2 separate regions of the Rattus norvegicus genome follow, and region 1 is linked to region 2. The links are chromatin contacts, called in public Hi-C maps. All regions are on one chromosome and are shown on one strand. The core of a region is the stretch at or near the end of the contact, and the rest is flanking DNA. Distances in the headings are between cores, read along the strand shown. Region 1 holds the start of Pcdh9 (protocadherin 9). Region 2 overlaps Pcdh9 (protocadherin 9).

The links. Hi-C and Micro-C count contacts between places; a contact is called where the count stands out from the background.
Region 1: a contact with region 2 is called in a Hi-C map of frontal cortex, with 1.7 times the contacts expected there. The contact joins the promoter of Pcdh9 here to the enhancer-like site in region 2. A contact is called at or near these places in 2 of 12 Hi-C or Micro-C datasets (Schwann cells and frontal cortex).

What each region holds. Positions count from the first base shown.
Region 1 is chr15:76,639,793-76,645,404 of GRCr8, reverse strand. Pcdh9 (protocadherin 9) reads left to right here and starts at 1,453. Exons shown (of 4, transcript NM_001191688.1): 1 at 1,453-4,564. The coding sequence starts at 1,529.
Region 2 is chr15:76,469,297-76,475,289 of GRCr8, reverse strand. The region is part of intron 1 of Pcdh9 (protocadherin 9); the gene reads left to right. Among named protein-coding and RNA genes, the nearest start is that of Pcdh9, 170 kb to the left of the region's middle. Within about 2 kb of position 2,574, at least 24 of the 93 cell types and tissues checked have an H3K27ac peak or open chromatin away from gene starts, as enhancers often do.

The sequences.
Region 1 (5,612 bases), core at 204-2,703, 170 kb before region 2:
TTTGCCAGCCCGAAGCCACACATTTTACAAGGAGGAAACGTTTTGCTGCTTCTGAATTCTCCCCAAACTGGTGCTACCAGATGCATGGCTTTCTATGTGTTGGAACAAATCCTTCTTAACTGCAGCCTACTGGGAAAGGGGCAAGGTTGAGGCAACTAACGTAAGTGTAAAGTTTCGCATTAACAATTCGAAATGCCGTCTTTAGTTATGTCCTCGGTGTAGATGAGAGGTGTTTGTAATTGGGTAGCTGGCTGGGGCAGAGCTCACCTACTGGGTTGTATCTGCAACCCCACCTGCACCACTCTGCTGGAACTAATCGCGGGCATCAGCTACTGTGTAGCCTAATGCAGATAAGCTTAGAGCCTGGGAACTGACCAGTCTTACTCCGGTGGGTAGCCGCCTTGAGCTTTGCACCCATTTAAACTGCAGTTAGAGGGGCATCTGAGCGGAAGTTCTTTTACGTGTGTTACCGGGTTGCGGTATTTATGTGTAGCAAATGTTACTAATATTATAATGAGACACCGGATTAATAAACTGCATTTTTTGTTCTTTTATGCTTAGTAGAAAAATAGCGTGGTGTTTCATAGGAATGTTGGCTGTGATTCACTTCCATCTCAGCATGCTGGTCGATCCACCTCTGTGATAAGCAATTGTCTATTATGATACGTTTATTTAAAAGTTTCAGTGTGTTTATTTATCTCAACCGGGGCAATGTGGACATATGGAGAAAGGAGAGCAGGCTGTGAGTAAGGCATGTGAAGTCTTGGTCTGGTGCTTTGAGGCAGTGAGAATATGTAGTGGCCAGTGACTACTGCTGTTGCCGCTGCTGCAGAATGTCCGATGCTCATTTCCCAGCAAGGTTGGATTATGAGACAGTTGAAGAACTGGGAGGAAGGAAAAAAGCAGTCTTTTGAGAGGAGGAGATGACTCAGTGTGGCAGAGAAGAAAACACCTCATATCTAACATGTGACAAAGCAGTTGGCAGCAATCGTACCTAAATACTTGAGGTCTTTCAATTCAGTCTCAAACAACTAGGGGAGGTGGGTTAGAGAGCAGGAAGGGGATTGAACGGGGGTTGAGGGGGAACAAGAATGTATGCTTTGAATTAAACAGTGTTGTGGGGAAAAAAACAGTGTGGGGGTTGGGGGGGGATCCAGGTAAAAATAGCTGCTGCTGTCCTTAATTCAAAAGTAGATGAATTTCATTTTCTCTGGGCAAATGCAACAAGCAGGGACTATTCAGTGATGTGACCACAGAGTTAACTTGCAAACTGTGGCACAGCAAACTGCCATGTTTACTAATAGGCAGGGACAGTGTGCTTCGATGTTTTGGTGACCGTGTTCTCATTTGCCGAAGAATAATGTTGTCTGTACAATTGTGTTGACAGTGGCTGTCTCCACATAAGAGATGAGATGTAATGCCTCCTCCTCCTCCGGTCCATGCACACTTCCTCTTGCAATCCGTGCATCATTCCTCAGTGGGAACCTTTAAACTCTAAAATCCAAGGGAAGAAAATAAAGACATTATCATGGACCTGAGGGATTTTTACCTGTTGGCTGCTCTGATTGCCTGTTTAAGGCTGGATTCCGCAATAGCTCAAGAACTTATTTACACTATTAGAGAGGAATTGCCCGAAAATGTGCCCATAGGAAATATACCAAAGGATCTGAATATTTCTCACATCAACGCTGCCACAGGGACGAGTGCCAGCCTTGTCTACAGGCTGGTTTCTAAAGCTGGGGATGCCCCTCTGGTGAAAGTATCCAGTAGCACTGGGGAGATTTTCACAACCTCCAACAGAATAGACAGAGAGAAACTCTGTGCCGGAGCTTCTTATGCTGAGGAGAATGAGTGTTTCTTTGAACTTGAGGTGGTGATCCTCCCCAATGACTTTTTCAGACTGATCAAAATCAAGATCATTGTCAAGGATACCAATGATAATGCCCCCATGTTTCCGTCTCCCGTCATCAATATTTCCATCCCAGAGAACACTTTGATCAACAGTCGCTTTCCAATCCCATCAGCCACAGACCCTGACACGGGCTTCAATGGGGTACAGCATTATGAATTGCTGAATGGGCAGAGTGTTTTTGGACTGGATATCGTGGAAACTCCGGAGGGAGAAAAGTGGCCGCAATTGATCGTTCAGCAGAACTTGGATAGAGAACAAAAAGATACCTATGTGATGAAAATCAAAGTGGAGGATGGGGGCACTCCACAGAAATCCAGCACAGCCATACTCCAGGTCACAGTAAGTGATGTCAATGACAACAGGCCAGTGTTTAAAGAGGGTCAAGTGGAAGTGCATATTCCAGAGAATGCTCCTGTAGGGACCTCTGTGATTCAGCTCCATGCTACTGATGCAGACATAGGCAGCAATGCTGAAATCCGGTACATCTTTGGTGCCCAGGTCGCCCCTGCAACCAAAAGACTCTTTGCTTTAAATAACACAACTGGGCTGATTACAGTTCAGAGGTCCTTAGATAGGGAAGAGACAGCCATTCACAAAGTGACAGTGCTGGCTAGTGACGGCAGCTCCACTCCTGCCAGAGCCACCGTTACCATCAATGTCACAGATGTAAATGATAATCCTCCAAACATAGACCTCAGGTACATTATAAGTCCCATCAATGGCACCGTGTATCTCTCTGAGAAAGATCCAGTCAATACAAAGATTGCCCTAATTACAGTTTCAGATAAGGACACGGATGTGAATGGCAAAGTGATCTGTTTTATTGAAAGAGAGGTCCCATTTCATCTGAAGGCAGTGTATGACAACCAGTATCTGCTAGAGACCTCGTCTCTGCTGGACTATGAGGGCACCAAAGAATTCAGCTTTAAAATCGTTGCCTCTGATTCTGGGAAGCCCAGTTTGAATCAGACTGCCCTGGTAAGGGTTAAGCTTGAGGACGAAAATGACAACCCACCAATTTTCAACCAGCCTGTAATTGAGCTGTCAGTTTCTGAAAACAACCGACGTGGGTTATACTTAACAACTATTAGTGCTACGGATGAAGACAGTGGGAAAAATGCAGACATTGTTTATCAGCTTGGACCCAATGCCTCCTTCTTTGATCTGGACAGAAAGACAGGAGTTCTGACAGCCTCCAGAGTCTTTAACAGGGAGGAACAAGAGCGGTTCATTTTTACAGTAACTGCCAGGGACAACGGGACCCCTCCCCTGCAGAGCCAAGCAGCCGTGATAGTTACTGTTCTGGATGAGAATGACAATAGCCCCAAGTTCACTCATAATCATTTTCAGTTTTTTGTGTCTGAGAATCTGCCAAAGTATAGTACTGTGGGGGTAATCACAGTGACAGACGAGGACGCTGGAGAGAATAAAGCTGTGACTCTTTCCATTCTAAATGACAATGAAAATTTCGTGTTGGATCCCTATTCAGGAGTCATAAAGTCCAATGTCTCCTTTGATAGAGAACAGCAGAGTTCCTACACGTTTGATGTCAAAGCCACTGACGGAGGACAGCCACCTCGGTCCTCTACTGCAAAAGTAACTATCAATGTCATGGATGTCAATGACAATAGTCCAGTTGTCATTTCTCCACCATCCAACACCTCCTTTAAGTTGGTGCCCCTCTCAGCCATTCCTGGTTCCGTGGTTGCTGAAGTTTTTGCTGTGGATATTGACACCGGGATGAATGCAGAACTTAAGTATACCATAGTGAGCGGGAACAACAAAGGATTATTTCGGATTGATCCAGTAACGGGCAATATCACCTTAGAAGAAAAGCCGGCACCTACTGACGTGGGCCTGCACCGTCTCGTGGTCAACATAAGTGACCTGGGGTACCCTAAGGCTTTGCACACTCTTGTGCTGGTATTTCTTTACGTGAACGACACTGCTGGAAACGCCTCGTATATATATGACTTGATCCGTAGGACTATGGAGACCCCGCTGGACAGGAACATAGGAGATAGTGGTCAACCTTATCAAAACGAGGACTATCTCACCATCATGATTGCCATCGTTGCCGGGGCCATGGTCGTCATCGTCGTGATCTTTGTCACGGTGCTGGTGCGCTGTCGCCATGCGTCGAGGTTCAAGGCTGCTCAGAGGAGCAAACAAGGTGCTGAATGGATGTCCCCAAACCAGGAGAATAAACAAAACAAGAAAAAGAAACGGAAGAAAAGAAAGTCGCCCAAGAGTTCTCTTTTGAACTTTGTTACTATCGAAGAGTCCAAACCTGATGATGCGGTTCATGAACCTATCAATGGGACCATAAGCCTGCCTGCTGAGCTGGAGGAACAGAGTATAGGAAGATTTGACTGGGGCCCGGCCCCTCCAACAACCTTCAAGCCTAACAGCCCTGACCTGGCCAAGCACTACAAATCTGCCTCTCCACAGCCTGCGTTTCATCTCAAACCAGACACTCCAGTTTCCGTGAAAAAGCACCACGTCATTCAAGAGCTCCCTTTGGACAACACCTTTGTTGGGGGCTGCGACACCCTTTCCAAACGCTCCTCCACTAGTTCAGATCACTTCAGTGCCTCAGAGTGCAGCTCCCAAGGAGGCTTCAAGACAAAGGGCCCCTTACACACCAGACAGGTAAACGAGCACTTTTACTGGTCTATAAGTACTGCATACAAGTGCCCAGTCAACCAGTATTAACGTGCCACTGTGTGTATTGTTTTTTGGTCTAACTTTAGCTTAGTTATAAGGAGGAAAAAAAACTTGACCCCTTTTTTATTCCTCTGGGGCTCAGTCAAGAATTTTTAGAACAGCTTTGAAATTTCTGAGTTCTGAGAATATTTAACCTCCCAGTTTCCTTCAAATGGCAAAAGATGAAAAGAGGAAATTATTCCAAAATGTCCCGAGATAATGTTTGCTCAAGAAGAAAACCCATCCTGATTTGCCCAATTCTGCTCCTGGGGTTTCCAAATTATCTACTTCAAGATTTTCACATTACCTTTTGATCTAAAAAGTCACCTTCAAGTATCAAGTTTAAATGACATTTGAAGGTCTGACACCACTCACTCTGGAGCTGTGGTCGATAAAGGGGTTACAGTTTTTTTTTTACACAGTAAAAAAAAAAGAGAGTAGTATATTATATGTACATCAGCTGGGAAGCACATGATTATTGATTGATTGCATCTAAGCCATATAGAAAGTCTACTCCTTGATTTCAAGTTATTTTATTGTAATATAGTAAGCTGGATCTTTCTTAGAACGATTTTCAGTGTCCATAATGGTTCATATTTGAAAAGAAAAGGGAAATAAAAGGAATGCTTTCTCTCTAATATTACTAATTTATACAGAAAAGAAGGATTCCATTGTAAATACTTTCTCATCTTAGCAATGCATAAGTGATCTGTCATAACTCATTTTAAACTGTGAAAGACACTGTGTGAAGAGAGATTAAGAGGCTGAGAAACTCATATTTCAACCAAATCCAGAATTAGTTTTCCTTAGGTCTAATAATTCCTTGTTAATAAAGATTTAAATGCAGCGCTGTCTAATTTATTTCTTTGGTGCTTGTCTGTTGCCACGAAATTTGAATGTCAATAATAGCCTGTAGATGGCACTAGGGTATCATGTCCCCTGTGCTGGCCAGGTGCCAATCCTGCAGTAGCTAGGAAGAGGGGGAGGGAAGGAT
Region 2 (5,993 bases), core at 1,325-3,824:
TATGTTTTTCCCCCAACAACTTTATGGAAAGAACCACAAATTCTTACTGTAGACCATCTAGACCCAACTTCCCAAAGGGTTCTTCTACACAGGGATGGGGAATCAACTCTAATTTCGAACTAGCCTTGATGCTTCACAAGTTTTTGTTATAACAAATACATGAGGCAAGGGGTTTTACAGAGAAAACTAACCTAGCACATAATGCTTTCCTTAAAGGATTTTATTTTGTTACATGTGGGTATGACTTAGTACATCCATGGACTCCACCTGGGGGTGGTGGACGGCTCGCGGAGGCCTGAAGAATTATAGTCAGTGGTGAACTTCCTGGTGTTAGTGGGGCAAACTGAATCCAGTCCTCTCCAAGAGGACTCTCATTTTTTTAAAATTTTCATAAAATCTTTAGTTATATATCTATTGGCAAGACCAGAAACCAACATGACTTTCAAAGCCATACACGCATAGCATTCTTCAAAAGGCTAACAAGACCTGCCTTTCTATGGCCTGAATGTGCCAGCCTCACGGGTATCACTATAGACGTAAGGTTGTAAGCGTAGAATGAGAGGGATAATTACTGTCCATCTGCTCATTGCTGGGTAAACCTTGGTAAATCTCTTACCTTCTGACACTGAATATTGAGCAGTGTCCTCGGTTGAAAATATTGTGAATTCATTCTGACATACTCCAGTTAGAAAATACTGTGACACCAGGTCAGGAGTTGCTGTATCTAAACAAATAATTACGAATAGTATGCTAAGTATGTATATTTTATATGATGGTAAATAAATATTTCAAATTATTTTAAAGAACAATGATTTATTTAGAAGAATTTAAGATATTTAATGAATTCACAACCAGAAGCCAGATTGGTAAATTTAATGTGACCATTATTCAGTTTTATAGATTGTGATCAAAATCACCAACAAATCACCTTTCTGTGTATTAACCGTGGGAAAGCTGAAATGTTGCTCTCCTGATTCTCCTTTTCATTGGAGATCCTTTTTCTTGTCTTCCCATGTTTGGGACCCTTTAAAAGAACCATATACTCTGCTTAAAAACTCCAGGCCTGTTCCAGTCTACTCTTCCTAATATTTTAACCTCATTAGAGCTCATTTTGGGCACATCTACATTTATTTGTATAGTCAAAGGAAACATCCTCCTTCTTGCTGGCATTCTCCTATCTCAGCATCCATTTCTTTATCAAATTAACCAAAGATTGGTAATAAACATAAAAAATGTATAGTTCATAATTTTCAAGGAAGAATGACTGACTTTGCAAATGGCCAGGGTACGCCTGATCTACAGCATTGCAGATGGCTTCAGTTGGCTAGCCAATGTGAACTGAGGGTTGAAGACCACAGGGAGACAGGAAGCCAAGAAGCATGGATAGATCAGTCTTACATACCAACCTCTTCCAAAGCAAGCACACCCAGAAGTGTACTGACATTCTCCAAAGTCCCCTTCGACTGAGTCACCTCTACTCACATTGCCAACGTGGAACCCAAACTTCCTACACATGACTGTCAGACAAAAACACCCAAACCATGGGGCTAGCATGCATTTCCTTTCCAAGTCTGTCTTTTACATTTTCTGGAGATAAACAACTTAAATCCTGCAACATTAGGTGTTCTCATGCTGAGTTTCTTGTGGGGGGGTAGGTTATATTTAAGGAGTCTCTCAACATTTGTTTGGGAGGACCTACCAGTTGCTGGTACTGTCTCTTCATCTCTAGTCATTAATACGATTCAAACCCCAAAGCAAAAGAATAGGCTTTCTAATCCCCCAACGATCAATAGCTATGGCTTCTGAGCTGTTAGTTGTACTTTTTATTACTAACTCTTGACATGTTTGTATATGCTGAAGATTTCAATTAAAAGAGACAGCAGGGTGATATTGAATCGATACTTGTTGTTTTGTATCTGGGGGGGGAAAGCAATATGAAATATGGAAATCTGAGGTATGTAAATGCCCCTGGCTCTGCTGTGAGACGAGGCCTCCCGCTTGTCAGACAGACCCGATTTTTAGAGCAGAGAATTTGCTGGCTTAAAGTAGACAACTTGCCAGTTTCATTAGTTTGTATCGGATGCTAGACAGAGTCGCTGTTCCGATCATTAAAACGCCATCCTAGGCTTCCATTAAGTTTGAGCCAAATGACAGCACATTTTAGAACTACTTTGTGCGATACCAACGTGCAACTTCCTGCTGCTTATAGATGAGTAAGCCGGTGATAACTTTACTATAAACTCTTTTGTTTCTTTTAATTTCCAGTAGCTTATCAGGAACATTATCTCCGGGGCGGGGGGGGGGGAGGTTTGTATAGACACACAGTAGAGAACAACCTGAAAGGGATTAATTGTTAGAAATACCAGTGTCAGAAGGACCAACAGGATGGGGATGGTATGGACAGGGTCACTAACCTCAGTAATGGTAAAATTGTTTTCCTTTTCTTTTAGTTTTTTGTTTTCCTCTCTCTGTGGCTTAAGACTGTAGGAGATTAAACAGAAAGAACAACAAATTGCTCAGATTCATATGAGGATTACTGTAGGATAAACACTGTCGGATCCTGGGGTACCTCTTGAAACAAAAATTAGAATGTGAAATCCACCTACAAAGAGCAATTCCCTAGTGAAGAAAATAATGTTTTCTCTTTTACCTGTAAGGTTTTTCATTATTTTACAGCGTATTGTGTACTACACATCGTTTCAGCCAGGGATTCAGGAGAAACTGCGGGAAATCTTGTGACAAACATTTAAGGTCAACTAGATAACATTTTCCTTTCTGTGACTCCCTCCGAATTCACTATTGTTCATTCTGACGCTATTGTTCTCTGAAGACAAGGAGATGAACAGACACTAACTGTCGGAGAGCTTGTCTTGTCTGTCTGTGGAATTTTTAGCTGCACGCGGTTCTTCTGAAGATAGTAGGAAACATATTTATGTTTATGTCTTCTCTTTTCTGAACATATACCATTTTTGTACAGGCTCAGTTTAAATTTCTTAAGTTGCCAATGCACAAGAATTTCTCAAATTGGAAGTTTTTCCTAAGACTGGGACAGCAATGTTTCCTTTGAAAACACTGAAGACTAGGCGAGTGCATCCCATAAGCTACTAGAGAGCAGTAGGCTCCTTTTATAAAGCATGGAGTGGTTTTGTGGTTGTTTGTTTGATGTCTAAGAAAGGATCTCACTATGAAGCCCTGGTTGATCTGGAATTTAATGGCGATTAGGCTGGCCTGGTACTTACAGAAATATACCTATATCTGCCTCTTGAGTACCAGGATTGCAGCTGGATACCTAACAAAGTGCCTACTTCTGACCTCACGCACTGATTCCTAAAATAAAAGCATCATTGAAAAAGGAAGACCCCAGCGCCTAGCCTTCCCTTCTACCAACAGCAAAGAGACAATGTTTCTTCCTGAGATAGCTCTGTTTTCTAAACAGAAGAGCCAGACTGCTTTCCCCTATGAATGAGGCTTGGTGCACGTGTTTTTAGAAATTTTTTTTGTTGGTGGTGGGTTTGGGGGATTTTCTGTTTGTTTGTTTATTTGTTCCTTTGTTTGTTTGAATTTCACACAAGCTAGGGACATGTAGAAGTGGGGACCTCAGAATCTCAAATAAAGGACTGTCCCTATTGGATTGACCTATAGGTATGTCTTTGGTAAATGTGTTTTTTGATTGATTGATTAATCAATTATTGTTGTGTGTGACTGTGTCCAATCCACTCTGGGCAGTGTCACCCTGCAAGCCGTAGAGAGCGCTCCAGTAACTCATGTTCCTATGTGGCCTTACTTCAGTCCCTGACTCGAGTCCTGCTCGTGCTTTGTCTCAGTGCTGAGCTATACACTGTAAGATAAAGTGAATCACTTTTCCACAAGTTGTTTTTGGTCACAGCATTTTGGTAAAGCAATGGAAAGCAAAATAAGACATTTCAGAAGTTGTCTTTTTTTTTTTCATTTTCTCTAATTTAAACATTACTCTTTTTCTTAGTCAGGGTTCTCTAGAGTCACAGAACTCATGGGTCATCTCTATATAGTAAGAGAATTGGTTGGTGACTTACAGTCTGTAGTCCAGCTCCCCAACAACGATCAGCAGCAGCTGTGAATGGAAGTTCAAGGATCTAGCAGTGGCTCCGTCCCACAAGGCAGGCAGGGAGGCGAAAAAGAGAGACTCTTTCTTCTTTCAATGTCCTCATGTAAATCTCCAGCAGGAGGTCCGTCCTAGATTAAAGGTGTGTACGACCATGCCTGGGTCTGGGGCTTGCTTTGTCCCAGGTGGCCTTGAACTCAGAGATCTCCCTGCCTTAAACTTCTGGGATTCATAGCCTCAAGATCTCCATACCAGGATCCAGGTCAGAAACTTGTATCTCCCAGTCTCAAGATCAGGATCGCAGGTGAGCCTTCCAATTCTGGATGGTATTTCATTCCAGATATAGCCAACTTGACAACCAGGAATAGCCACTACACTCTTGTTAGGCACATTGTTTCTTAATCTATACCCATAAAACATTGTCTGCAATTGTATTAATATCAGGTATAATATTCTTACCATGACAATGTGCTAGTATTTGTACTGGGATTTTGTTTAATTCATCCCCATGTCTTAAGCACAGTGAGCCGTATATTTATAGAAGAAATTCATTAAAGAAATACTGATTAAAAAACGTTGACGTTCAGTATCGACAGTTTTCAATTTCAAACTATCAGATATATCTGGTTACAAAAATACATACATTTAACAAGTAATTTAACATTCCCTGGTGGTTAAAAGTTGGATCTCCTAGGGCTCAAAGAACAAGTCAGCACAATAAATATTGAAGTGTTTCCAAGTGGCAATGTCTTCCAGCAGTTTTATTTACAACTATAACCATGAGGGGTCCCTCTGTTTGCCTGTCTGTGTAATAGAACTGTTCCTACCAAAAAAAAAATCAGCTCTAAAAATGAGAATGTGAATACCTTCGGTGTGCAGAAACTACGGGAGTCATTTAGTGGGGAATCTCTAAGAGTTACAGGTCCTACTCATAAGGTACAGACAAACGTATGAAGTCAGGCTGAAACAATCTTCCGGTTCAAGCCAAGTAGCTTTGGAGTGAGCAAGCCCTGTGTCCAGCTTAACTCCATTCAGCTCACAGTTGCTCAAGCCCTCCTTGAATCCCATCTATGGTTATTTTTGTTTTCCCGTGCAGTCTGAATTCTTGTTCTTGGCCTCCTTCCTCCAAGGCTGAGAATATACATCTGTGTGGGAGTTGATGCCCTGATTCACTGCACAACTACACGGAAAAACAAACAGAAGGGCCAGGCTGCCTGCTAATCCATCTCAGCAGCACCGCCTTGCTCCCCTGTGCTCCTGACAGTGTCACTTTAGGCTCTGAGCATATGGGCAAGGGCTTTCTGCACAGCTACTTATGGCCTATATATAAAATTTACTGTACCCTTCTTGCAAAATGCAGTGTTTGTTAACCACACGAGAGATCGATGGATTTACAAATGGAGAAATGTACAGCCAGGCCAGCCATGAAGCCCTGGTTTGCACGCCACAGTCTGTTGCTAGGTTTTGAGTGAGGCGCTCTGCTCTTAGACTACACCAGATGAACGAATGTCTGAATCCCTTTGAAATAAATGAGTTATGGAGATCTCTCTTAAGGATCATTCACATTCATTTGTCACGTATTCAAAGCCACGGTTTTGAGGTCGAGACCTGGGTATAAAGCACCCGCGATGACACAGGTTACATGATGATGTTTCTATTACAAGACCCCAATCCACTTCTTCTTGGGGGAATTGATTTCCTTAAAGTAATTTACTTTTAAAAAAGAAATAAAAGTAAGCTTCCCAACCCCAACTCCATGCATACTTTAGGTGGAATAGAAACTGGTAACAGGTTTTTCAAGACTTGTGGGGAAGCAATCTTAAATTATTAATCCGAGTAGATCCTTAAATTAAGCTTCCAGTTTAACATTAGCATTCCATTTCCCTATGCAAGATGTTTTTTTTTTAAAGTC